2 separate regions of the Callithrix jacchus genome follow, and region 1 is linked to region 2. The links are chromatin contacts, called in public Hi-C maps. All regions are on one chromosome and are shown on one strand. The core of a region is the stretch at or near the end of the contact, and the rest is flanking DNA. Distances in the headings are between cores, read along the strand shown.

Region 1 (4,838 bases), core at 2,264-4,763, 190 kb before region 2:
GAAGGAGAAACAGCAGGAGAGGGGGTGCAGTCCCCTGGGTGTGAGGAAGTGTCTCGGGGAGTCCCAGGAGGGGGCTGCAGGAAATCTTTTCCTCCAGCCCGATAAGGGGCCAGGGCCTAATTATACCCCTCTGAAGGCTTCCCTGCCTGCCCTCAGCAACTCCCATAAACCTGAAATTGGAGGCTTGGCTCCTGCAGAGCCTGTCCTGGGGCTGGCAGGAGGGGGCACTGGAGGCCAAACAGGAAAACTAAGATATAGGGGAGCCTGTCCCCAAGGCCAGCAGCTCTCTGGGGAGAGGAGAAAGACTCTTCCCTTGTCAGCATCACCCTGAGAATTCGCCTCAGCAGGGTTGAACTCCGAGCAGGAGGAGGGTGCTGCAGAGGGTGGTGAGGGGCTTAGGGACTCTCAGGGTCAGGAAGCAGAACTGCTAAAATTTCAGGACTTGGTCGTGGGCTGGGAAGATGGGAGGGGGCAGAGGAGGAGGGAGGTGGGGAGGAGAGAGACCTTGCTATAAAAATAAAAAGCAAGAGAGAAGCGTTTATGGGCCTATGAAACGGTTGGGAATTTGGACTTTTTATGAGGATATTCTCAAATTACTACTCTTGAAGCTGAGGACCAGACTGGAGGGGCTTTGATAGCTTCGGATTTCCTACAGTTTTAGGTGCTGGAAACTGAAAAAGGGGAAGCTGAGGAGGGGACAGAATGCAAAACGAGGAAGGAGGAAAATTCCTAAAGCAAAATGTGTCCAAATTCAGGTTCAGTTGTTGCGTTTGGGGAGCCTGGTTAAGTCTGGGGGTACAGCAGCAGAAGTCCTGGGCTGGAAAGGGGCCCCACTGACCCCTGCTTGTGTTTGGCCCTCCAGGCAACCCCGTGGCCAACTGGATTCACGCCCGCTCCACGAGGAAGAAGCGCTGCCCCTATACCAAGTACCAGACGCTGGAACTGGAGAAGGAGTTTCTCTTCAATATGTATTTAACCAGGGACCGTCGGTATGAGGTGGCCCGGGTTCTCAATCTCACTGAGCGGCAGGTCAAAATCTGGTTTCAGAACCGAAGGATGAAGATGAAAAAGATGAATAAAGAAAAAACCGACAAGGAGCAGTCCTAAACCCTGCCCAGCCTGCTGCCTCAGCACAGCCAGGGAAAAACAAAACCCCGCAAAATACCCCAACCCAGGCGGGAGAGAGACGAAAAAGAAATGGAAAGAGCAAGATAGAGAAAAGCCAATCAGCTTAAAAAGGAAAAAAAAAAAAAAAAAAAAGGAAGGGGAAAAGAAAACTCTTGCGATTTGGGAGGGTTCAGTGTTGAGATATTGGTGTTTTAGAGTTAGTTCTACCCATCGAGGAGGAGGCAGGGAGAGAAGCTGCATTCTCTTTCCCCAGCGCAACTGAAATAAATGACACACGCAAATGTGATTTTTTTCCTCCTTTCTTCAGAGAAGCCAGTACTTGAATCGCTATATTTCTATTTTTTCCCCCTGTATCGTGTTTGGTCCAGGCCATCCCTCCACGGGCCTGGGGCGCTCTGCGTGCAGATTTTGTACAAAAAAAAAAAAAAAAAAAAAAAAAAGACACACACACATACATAGTAATGATTCCCAGTCCAGGAGCTGAGGGGCAGGGCTGGGGACCATGCCGCGGGCTGGGTCGGGCGTGCAGGCCGGCGCCTTGGGCTGTACATAGCAGTGTTTCCTCTCACCCTCAGCGTTCGTCCCCAGCGTCGATCCTGTAAAGTGCTTCTGTTTGTTATGGTAGAACAGCCCTGTGTTAATATATCGAAGTCACTTAAAAAACCAGAAACCCAACTGTATCCAGTTCTCGTTATTTCTCTTCCGTGTGGTTCCCAGTCTGCTGCTGTGGAGGAGGCAAGTGCTCAGGTCATCTATTGGAGGCTGGAGCCAGAGAATGGGCTCCCTCTACCTTGGAAGGGCAAATGCCTGCTACTTGTCTCCAGTCAGGGAGGGGTGGGGGGGGGTTCTGGGGGCGGGGTGGAGGCTGCTGAGGCCCAGGCCCAGCTAGTGCTTGCCCCGGCTGGCTGCCTACAAGTTTCCTGATGGCTAGATGGAGTGCGGGGGAGAGGCACGGCATGAATGGCTTTCCCTGGCTGTAATTAATTGTAATAATTTATGAGTACATGAGATCGGAGGGAAGAGATAGGTGAAGATGAAAGTTGGGTGCTGGGTGAGGGCCCAGGCTGGCTTCTTGCCTGGCTGCATTGGTGCTTTGGTGCTTCCAGGGATGGCTGGGAATGAAGGCTGGGAGGGGGTGTGGGACTAGGAGGAAGGCCAGGCAGGCCTCAGGGAGCAGGACAGGGACTGGGGGCTGCAGTGGGAGAAGAAGAAAAACAGTGAGCGAGAAGAGAAGGGACATGGAAGGAGACAGGAAAGAATAGTAGGAAAGGAAAGAAGGAAGGAAGGGAGGAAAGAGAAGATGGCAAAACCAATACAATCCGAATTAGATGTAGTTTCTCCTTCTCCACGCAGTCTCAGCTCCTCTCTCTCCTTTTCCTAGTTCGTTTCTTCCCAATCTATCTTCCCTACTCTGGTATTTAGTTTGAATGTTTGTCTGGGGGTGACTGGGTCACGCTGTGCAGTTACAGCATTTCTGGGGGATGGTGAGCCCAAGGCCCAAGAAAACTGGCCAGAGATTAGCTAGGAGTGGGGTGCTCCCTGGTGGCTTTGGGACCTGAAGCACAAAGGTGTGGGGATGTGTGTGTAACAGCCCGGTGGGGCTGATCGGCTGCACTGCACCCCAGAGCGCCTTTCTAGAACCAGCAGTTTTCCTCTGCTAATCAGAAGCAGACACAAGCTGCTGGGTATGCCTCGGCCCGGCGCCCCCTTTCTCGGAAATCCCCCAATCTGGAAACTATTAAAATCAGACTGCTTGAAATATAGTTCTTTAATATCTCAAGCTGCCCATTCTGCCAAGGGTGCAGGGTGTTGCTCTAAATACTTGGGGGATACCTTGTGAAAGAACATAATTGGGGACCCCCAGCTGATCCCCCATAGCATCACCTTACAGGATGGTGAGACACTTGTAGGGACCAGCCCCTTCCCAATCATTTGAATCTCCTACCCTCTACTCCTGTTAAACACTCCAATTAAGGGGGATGGAGGAAGGTAGGAAGGGGTGAAATTTTTGTCTCGATAATATTGGGGGGCAGTCAAGTCGAAAGAAGGGAATTCACAGTCGCTGAAGCACCAGCTCCTCTTTCGAGCTTTGGAGACCTCTTCCCCATTTCCAGAAGCATTGTTTTTTTGATCCGTTTGAAAGGTGCTTTGCTTCTAGTTTTATCTCCTTCCTCACGCCTCTCTTTGGCTATTTTGCTGTTCTGGAACCCTGACTCCTGTTTCCCACCCAGTGGAGGCCAAGATACCCCTCTCTCCCCTGGTCGGGAGCGCCGGGATGCGGGCTTCTTTCCCAGCCCCAGAGCGGCGTTTCCGGGCTTCCACCCCGCCCCTGCTCCCAGGCCCTGTCGCCTCCCCTCAGCGTCCATCAGCGCGGCCTGCTTCCTGCAGCCGGCCTGAGCCGGCCTCACTGCGGGCAGGAAGGAGTGCCGCGGGCTTGGAGGACCCTGAAGAGAGCATGGGATGCAGAGCAGGCCCACCCGGCCCGGCCCACTGTTCAATCCCAGCCCAGCCTGCAGGTCAGGATTGGAACCAATTTTTATTCGCTATCATTTACGAATTAACACAACACAACACCCATCTGGGGAAAGAAATGAAAGCTAGGGGTACAGAGAGGCTAGCAAACGCCCTCCTACCCTAATCTTCCCCTCCCACCTCTCCTCTGTTCCTTTGTCAGAATCACAAAACCCTAAAGGTTGTTCCACTTGGGAAGGCAGCGGATAGGTACATTTCCGCAGCCCCGAAATGCCACTTTTATGGCGCTGTTTGTCTCCCTGTTCTGGGTTCTGAATGGGGCCGAACAAAACAGCAGCGCGGAGCTGGCTAGACGTCTGGGCTTAATTGTTTTATGGTTTAAATAAGGTGGACACTCTTTCCTTTGAAATCGGATTATAGGAATGTTTTGTCTATGGCCCACGGAGAACAGGACCTCACTGGCTGAGAGGGAGAGGTGGAGAGCGCGCGCGAGAGAGGGATGGGCTACAAACCAGGGGTCAAACAGCCTGGAGAAGTCAGAGTCCCACCCCAAAGTCCTGCAGGCAGCGGCGGAATAGGCGGTGCGGGGCCAGCATCAGGGTAAGAGGAGCGAGGACTTTAGGGTGCGCGCCGCGGGCAGGCGGTCGTGGGAGCCTCGGAGCTTGCATCCGCTTTCGCGGAGATGTTTCAAGCCCAGAAATGCGCCTGAACCGGGGGAGGAGATCCTGGCAGTTGCTTTGCTTAGTGTCTCTTAATTGGAGAAGGGAGGGTAACAAAAAAGAAAACAGTGTGGAACCTTTCACAAGGTTTTATTTCAAAGAACTTAGAAAACAAAAGAACAGCAGTCCTGGGGCAACTCCCTTCCGGGGAATCTTTCTCCTGCGCACCCCTTTGCAGGCTCCTTCCTCCCACTTCCCACCTTTGGGCCAGGCCTGGGACCTCTGTTAGCTTTTTCCCAGCAGGACTGCATTAGAGCAAATGGACGCGAGGTGGCGCTGTTGCTCAATGTTAGAGGTGGCGGTTCCCCGGGCCGCCCTGGCCGCACTGACATTTGAGGCCCGGCCCGCAGCGGCTGCGAGAAGGCCCCACGCCTCGGCCGGCCCGGCCCCACTGGCTCTGAGCAAATCGATTCTCTCACCTGCGAGGTGTAAATAATTCGCGAGTGGCAGCGGGAGATGGGCCCTCGCTCTGGCAGCGGTCTCGGAAGGCTCAGGAGGGCAGGCATCAAAAATAATCGC
Region 2 (5,398 bases), core at 1,510-4,009:
GAGCCAGGCTCTGATCAATCTCCCTCCATAAGCCCAAGGTCTTGGCCCTTATTAGGTAGGTACACAACAAACACCTGCTCAGCAATGTCCATTTCTTTTTCACTTTTGTTTAAAAGTACCCTCTGAGCTAGGCGCAATGGCTCATGCCTATAATCCCAGCACTTTGGGAGGCCGAGGTAGAAGTGCTTGAAGCCAGGAGTTCAAGACCAGCCTGGCTGACAAAGTGAGACCCCACCTCTAAAAAATAAAGATTAAAAAAACCACCTTTTGGCCGGGCGCGGTGGCTCATGCCTATAATCCCAGCACTTTGGGAGGCCAAGGCAGGTGGATCACTAGGTCAAAAGATTGAGACCATCTTGGTCAACAAGGTGAAACCCCGTCTCTACTAAAAATACAAAAATTAGCTGGGCATGGTGGCGCACGCCTGTAGTCCCAGCTACTCGGGAGGCTGAGGCAGGAGAATTGCTTGAACCCAGGAGGCAGAGGTTGCAGTGAGCCAAGATCGTGTCACAGCACTCCAGCCTGGGTAACAAGAGTGAAACTTCGTCTCAAAAAAAAACACCTTTAAAGAGCCACTCCTGATGGATCCTTCTCCACTTCTATTTCCTGAGTTCACTCAAAGCTCAGCTGCCCTCTTTGCACTCTGCTTGTTTTCCAGGCTCTGGTGTGGCCATCACATCTGGGTCTCCCATGTGACTAGTACCATTGTCATTCCTTCCTCTCAACTTTCTGCCTGGGTCAGGAGTGACCTCTTCCTCCAGAAGAGAGCTCAAGGTTGACACAACAGCTTGATCAACCTATTTTTCTCACCCTAGCCTTGGGGAAGTGGGAGAGAAAAAAAATCAGAGGCCAAACTTAGGAAGTCCTTCCCTAACTGATCTCAGTAGTGTTAACTGATCTGTCCAGGTGGCTACCCAGGACAAACTGGGCTCACACAAAAGCTGAGAAAGGAGCTGTGGAGAACAACAGTGTTTCAGAGGACCTTGCTTTGCATCTCCCATGCAGCACCAACATTGGCAGATTGGCTGTTCCAACTCTAGAATCTCAAGAGAAGTCTTGAGCCTACCTTTGGCATTTCCAGACCTGTGTTGGAGACTGCAAGGCCAGGGAATACACAAAAGAGTGACAAAACCTTATTTTCATTGTCCCATAATTTCAAAGCCTGATCTCATAGCAACAGCCACAGGCTAGAAGTCAATTGACTTGAACTCCACTCTTGTTTCATCTCTAAGAAGATTCTCTTGGGCAACTCATTTAACTCTCTCCTCTATGTAAATCACATATTCCATCTAACCTACCACCAGCTGTTAACTCATTTATTTTTTTCAATACTTATGAGTGTCTTACATGACAAGCACTGCAGCAGTCTCTTGGTGAGGAAGAAATCCAAAATGAGTAAAATGTAGACCAGGCTTTTTGTAAGCTCATAAACTGCTGTGAAAGGGCAGACAAACTAACTATAATACAGTGTGATGTGAGCTTTAATACAACACTAGGAGAACCCAAAGGAGGAACATGTCAGTTCTACCCAAAGTAGCCCCAAGAGCCAGAGGCTTAAGAAATGTAGATATTGCCGGGCGTGGTGGCTCACGCCTGTAATCCCAGCACTTTGGGAGGCTGAGACAGGCGGATCACGAGGTCAAGAGAGCAAGACCATCCTGGCCAACATGATGAAATTCCGTTTCTACCAAAAATACAAAAAATTCACTGGGAGTGGTGGTGCATGCCTGTAGTCCCAGGTATTCGGGAGGCTGAGGCAGAATTGCTTGAAACCAGAAAACAGAAGTCGCAGTGAGCCAGCATCGCGCCACTGCACTCCAGCCTGGCGACGGAGCAAGAAAGACTCCATCTCAAAATAATAAATAAATAAAAAGATTATTTTACAAAATATGGTATCATATGACATTAAGCGCAAAGGCAGTGTAGTTTGACTCATCGATAACCCTGGCCACCAAGGCCAGACTTCAGGCTGATGTCAGACTTCTCTGACATCAAATCCAGGAAGTCAGGAATGATCTGAAGACACACGATGCACTTCCCTGTCCCCTGGAGGCACTTTGGGAGTCCAAGGGACAATAAGAAATATCCTTAAACTAAATAACATAATAATTATAATAAGGCATAGGCCAGGCGCGGTGGCTCACGCCTGTAATCCCAGCACTTTGGGAGGCCGAGGCAGGCGGATCACTTGAGGTCAGGAACTCAAAACCAGCCTGGCCAACTTGGTGAAACCCAGTCTCTACTAAAAATACAAAAATTTTCCGGGCGTGGAGGCGCGCACCTGTAATCCCAGCTACTCAGTAGGCTGAGGCAGGAGAATCGCTTGAACCCGGGAGGCGGGGAAACCCGGGAACCGAGATCGCACTATTGCACTCCAGCCTGGGCGACAGAACAGATTCCATCTCAAAAATAAATAAATAAATAAATAAGCATAAACTCAAAAAGACCATTTCATCTGGTTCCGAAGGGACCAACGACTACTAAGACACCATACAAAACCTCCGCCGGCGCCCTCCGCTGTCTCCAGCCAACTGGAAAGCCTCGATCCTGCAGACCTCCCAGGCAGTTCCATAAGCTGGGCTCTCCCTGCACTGAGTCTAACCCCACACGACGAGAAAGACCCCAAAACCCAGACATTCTGACTACTCTCTCGGCTCAGTCTCGATGACCCTGGGAGCCCTGAACCTGCCTCTACAAACCCAGATTCCCAGCCTCCTACTTCCTCACCTGGTCCAGCTCCCCATCCTGTTTCCGGTTCCTTTCCCCCAACCCAACCCCGGCGCTAAGGACAGTGGGAGTCGTAGTCTACATTGTTTAGGGAAGGGATTGGAGTACCCGCAGCCACTTCCGCCGGAAATGCTCAAATCCCGGAAAACGCCCTAAATCAGCTCTAAATATCGCTGGGAATTGTAGTTTATTCTTTACGTCAGCGTTAAGAAGTGCTGAGAAGCGAGAGGCCAGAGTCTATAAGGACCTGGAAAATCCTGGGTTCTATTCCTAAGGGGATTAGAACCTTCCAAAAGTTCATTCACATTTTTCCCAAAGAGATTGCAAATCAGGAAGTTTCAACCATCCCCAACCCCTCACCCACCTGAGTGTGTTAATAATAGCTAAAGATCATTTGGAGGTCCTCTGCTGCCCTGGTTATGAGACCTCTCCTTTGCAGCCCGCCATTACTGTATATAGAACATCCATGAAGGCATTTCTGCTAGCTCCTAACAACTCTTTAGCAAGGAGCATCCCCCATTACTGTCCAAGCCCATCTCAAGAGCGTCACCATTTTGACTTCTTCCTCTGCCTTGCTATCTGCCCAGCCCTATAACGTCAGTATTAGAGTTTTCCAAAGAAACAACAGGATATCTATCTATCAACATGAGGAGATTTATTGCAAGAATTGACTCACAGGATTGTGGAGGCCCAGAAGTCTCACAGTCTCCTCCTCTGAAGTCTATAAACTGGAGAACCAGGAAGACAAGTGGTATAATTCAGGCAAGTCCAAAGCAGGGGAGGGAGCTCACTGCTAAATCCCAGAGCCTGAAGGACCAAGAACCAGGAACTCCAATAATGTCCAAAGGCAGGTATGTCTCAGCTCACGAAGAAAGAGAATTTGCCTTCCTTCACCCTTTTGTTCTACTGGACCCCCAAGGGGTTGGATGGTGCCCACCCACATTAATGAGGGCGACCTTCTTAACTCAGTCTACCAATTCAAATGTGAATCTCTTCCGGAAACACTCTCACAGACATATTCAGAAATAATGTTTTACCAGCTATCTGCGTGTCCCTTAGCCCACTCAAGTAGACACATGAAGTTAGCCAGCACTCATCCTTCCAAATCTTCTTCCTCAAATAGTTTGTCCAGGAACCCTTCCCCGATCAATCCTAATCCCATGGTTGCACCTAACAGTCCATTTCCCCCAACTCCTGGATCCCAATATCTATGTCCAAAGCTGTCCTATTCCTAGTTTTGTTCTTGTCTATCTGGATCTGGTTCTGTGTTCTGACTCTAAAACTTTCATTAGACTGGGAAGCCCCTAAGGCTAGTTATCTTCTATATTCCTCCCACCCCACCTGAGCACAGCCAAGGCTCTAATCACAGAGGCAAGGTCTCCCTGTGAGTGGTAGAGAAGGAGGCCTGTAAACCCCAGAACAGGAAGAAGTGAGAGAACAAGGATGCGAGCCCCTTCCCAAGACTTCTCTGATCTCCTATCAACAAAAACGTAATGGATGCAGTAGGAGCTTCAGGGAGCTGTGAGCAGTGACCTTCTGACATCCGTAGTGAGAAACTACCCTGACCCTTGCAAGATTTTGGAAACGGAATTAATCATCTACCTCATGAAGCCCATAATTTCCTGAGCTTTAATTTTTACCAGACCCTCTCCCTCTCTGTGTCTCTCTCTCTGCCTGTGTAATTTGCCCCTCTCTGCGTATGTAAACTTATCTCTATCTCTAGTCTCTTGTGTAGCTTTCTCTCTGTATCTGTGTGTCTCTGTCTCCCTCTGTGTACATCTCCCTGTTTCTGCTTCTTGCCCTAGAATGACTGGAATAAGAGGATCTGAGCTTCTAGAACAAGTTCCCCCATCTCTGTGTATTATGCATTTCTGTGTTTCTGATCAAAAATAAGGTGGGTGAACTCTTTGTGGTGTCATCTCAGTGCTTAAAAAATTCTAGGATCTCCACCATCCCTTGGGCAACCCTCCTGCCCACCCCAGACCCCTCTGTCACTTGCCTGCCCAGCACTTCTAGTTCTAGTTTGCCATCTTGGCATCCCCTCCACATTCAAAGTCGCTTTCTGGCAGAACAGTAATGAGTGAAATGAGTAACAGGCAAGCAGAGATTCCCCCAGGACCTCCACCTCCCCACCCCCAATTTCATCTTCCTAGAAGAATTAAATAACTGTTTCTGTGCCTATAAGCCCATCCATCCCAGGGAACCCAGAGATAGGAAGTCCAGATATAAGGAGAAATGGAGGCTTAGGCAGCCACAGTGAGTCCCTACAGCTGATGCCAGAGGGGCCTAGGGCCTTCTCTGTCTGTAGTCCGTGCTATTCCTCCCCACCCAGAGAGTCACTCCCAGGAAAGATGGAGGTGAGGAGCTCTCCGGATGCAGGGGTGCTTAGAAACAGAGACCCTGAGGCTTTCAAGAGATGGAGCCCAAGAGATGGAACACGGGCTTGGGTGCAGCCCTCCCACCCAGTCTCATCCACTTCTTAGTCTTCTTGTCTTCTGGGAAGTCATCAAGAGGCTGCTGACCGTGATTTACGGGTAGAGCCTTGTGGGACAGGAACAGAAGTTGACCCAGGTTATGGCCTGGGTAAGAGCCTAGAGAGTTGAGTCACCTGGCCTGGGGCGGGGGGCCCAGCCTACCCACCAGCCAGCTCCTCTGCCCTGAGCCCAGGTGG

What was found. A called contact is a pair of places that touch in the nucleus more often than the background predicts.
Region 1: a contact with region 2 is called in a Hi-C map of skeletal muscle, with 4 times the contacts expected there. The contact joins the promoter of HOXC8 here to the promoter of SMUG1 in region 2. A contact is called at or near these places in 2 of 3 Hi-C or Micro-C datasets (induced pluripotent stem cells and skeletal muscle).

Annotation. Positions count from the first base shown.
Region 1 is chr9:65,551,275-65,556,112 of calJac240_pri, reverse strand. HOXC8 (homeobox C8) reads left to right here and starts at 3,513. Exons shown (of 2, transcript XM_078336507.1): 1 at 3,513-4,838. All of the region lies in intron 1 of HOXC4 (homeobox C4), which reads left to right. It overlaps HOXC9 (homeobox C9), which reads left to right. Exons shown (of 2, transcript XM_003733758.6): 2 at 863-1,803. The coding sequence ends at 1,107.
Region 2 is chr9:65,363,097-65,368,494 of calJac240_pri, reverse strand. SMUG1 (single-strand-selective monofunctional uracil-DNA glycosylase 1) reads right to left here and starts at 2,759. Exons shown (of 3, transcript XM_054238471.2): 1 at 2,500-2,759.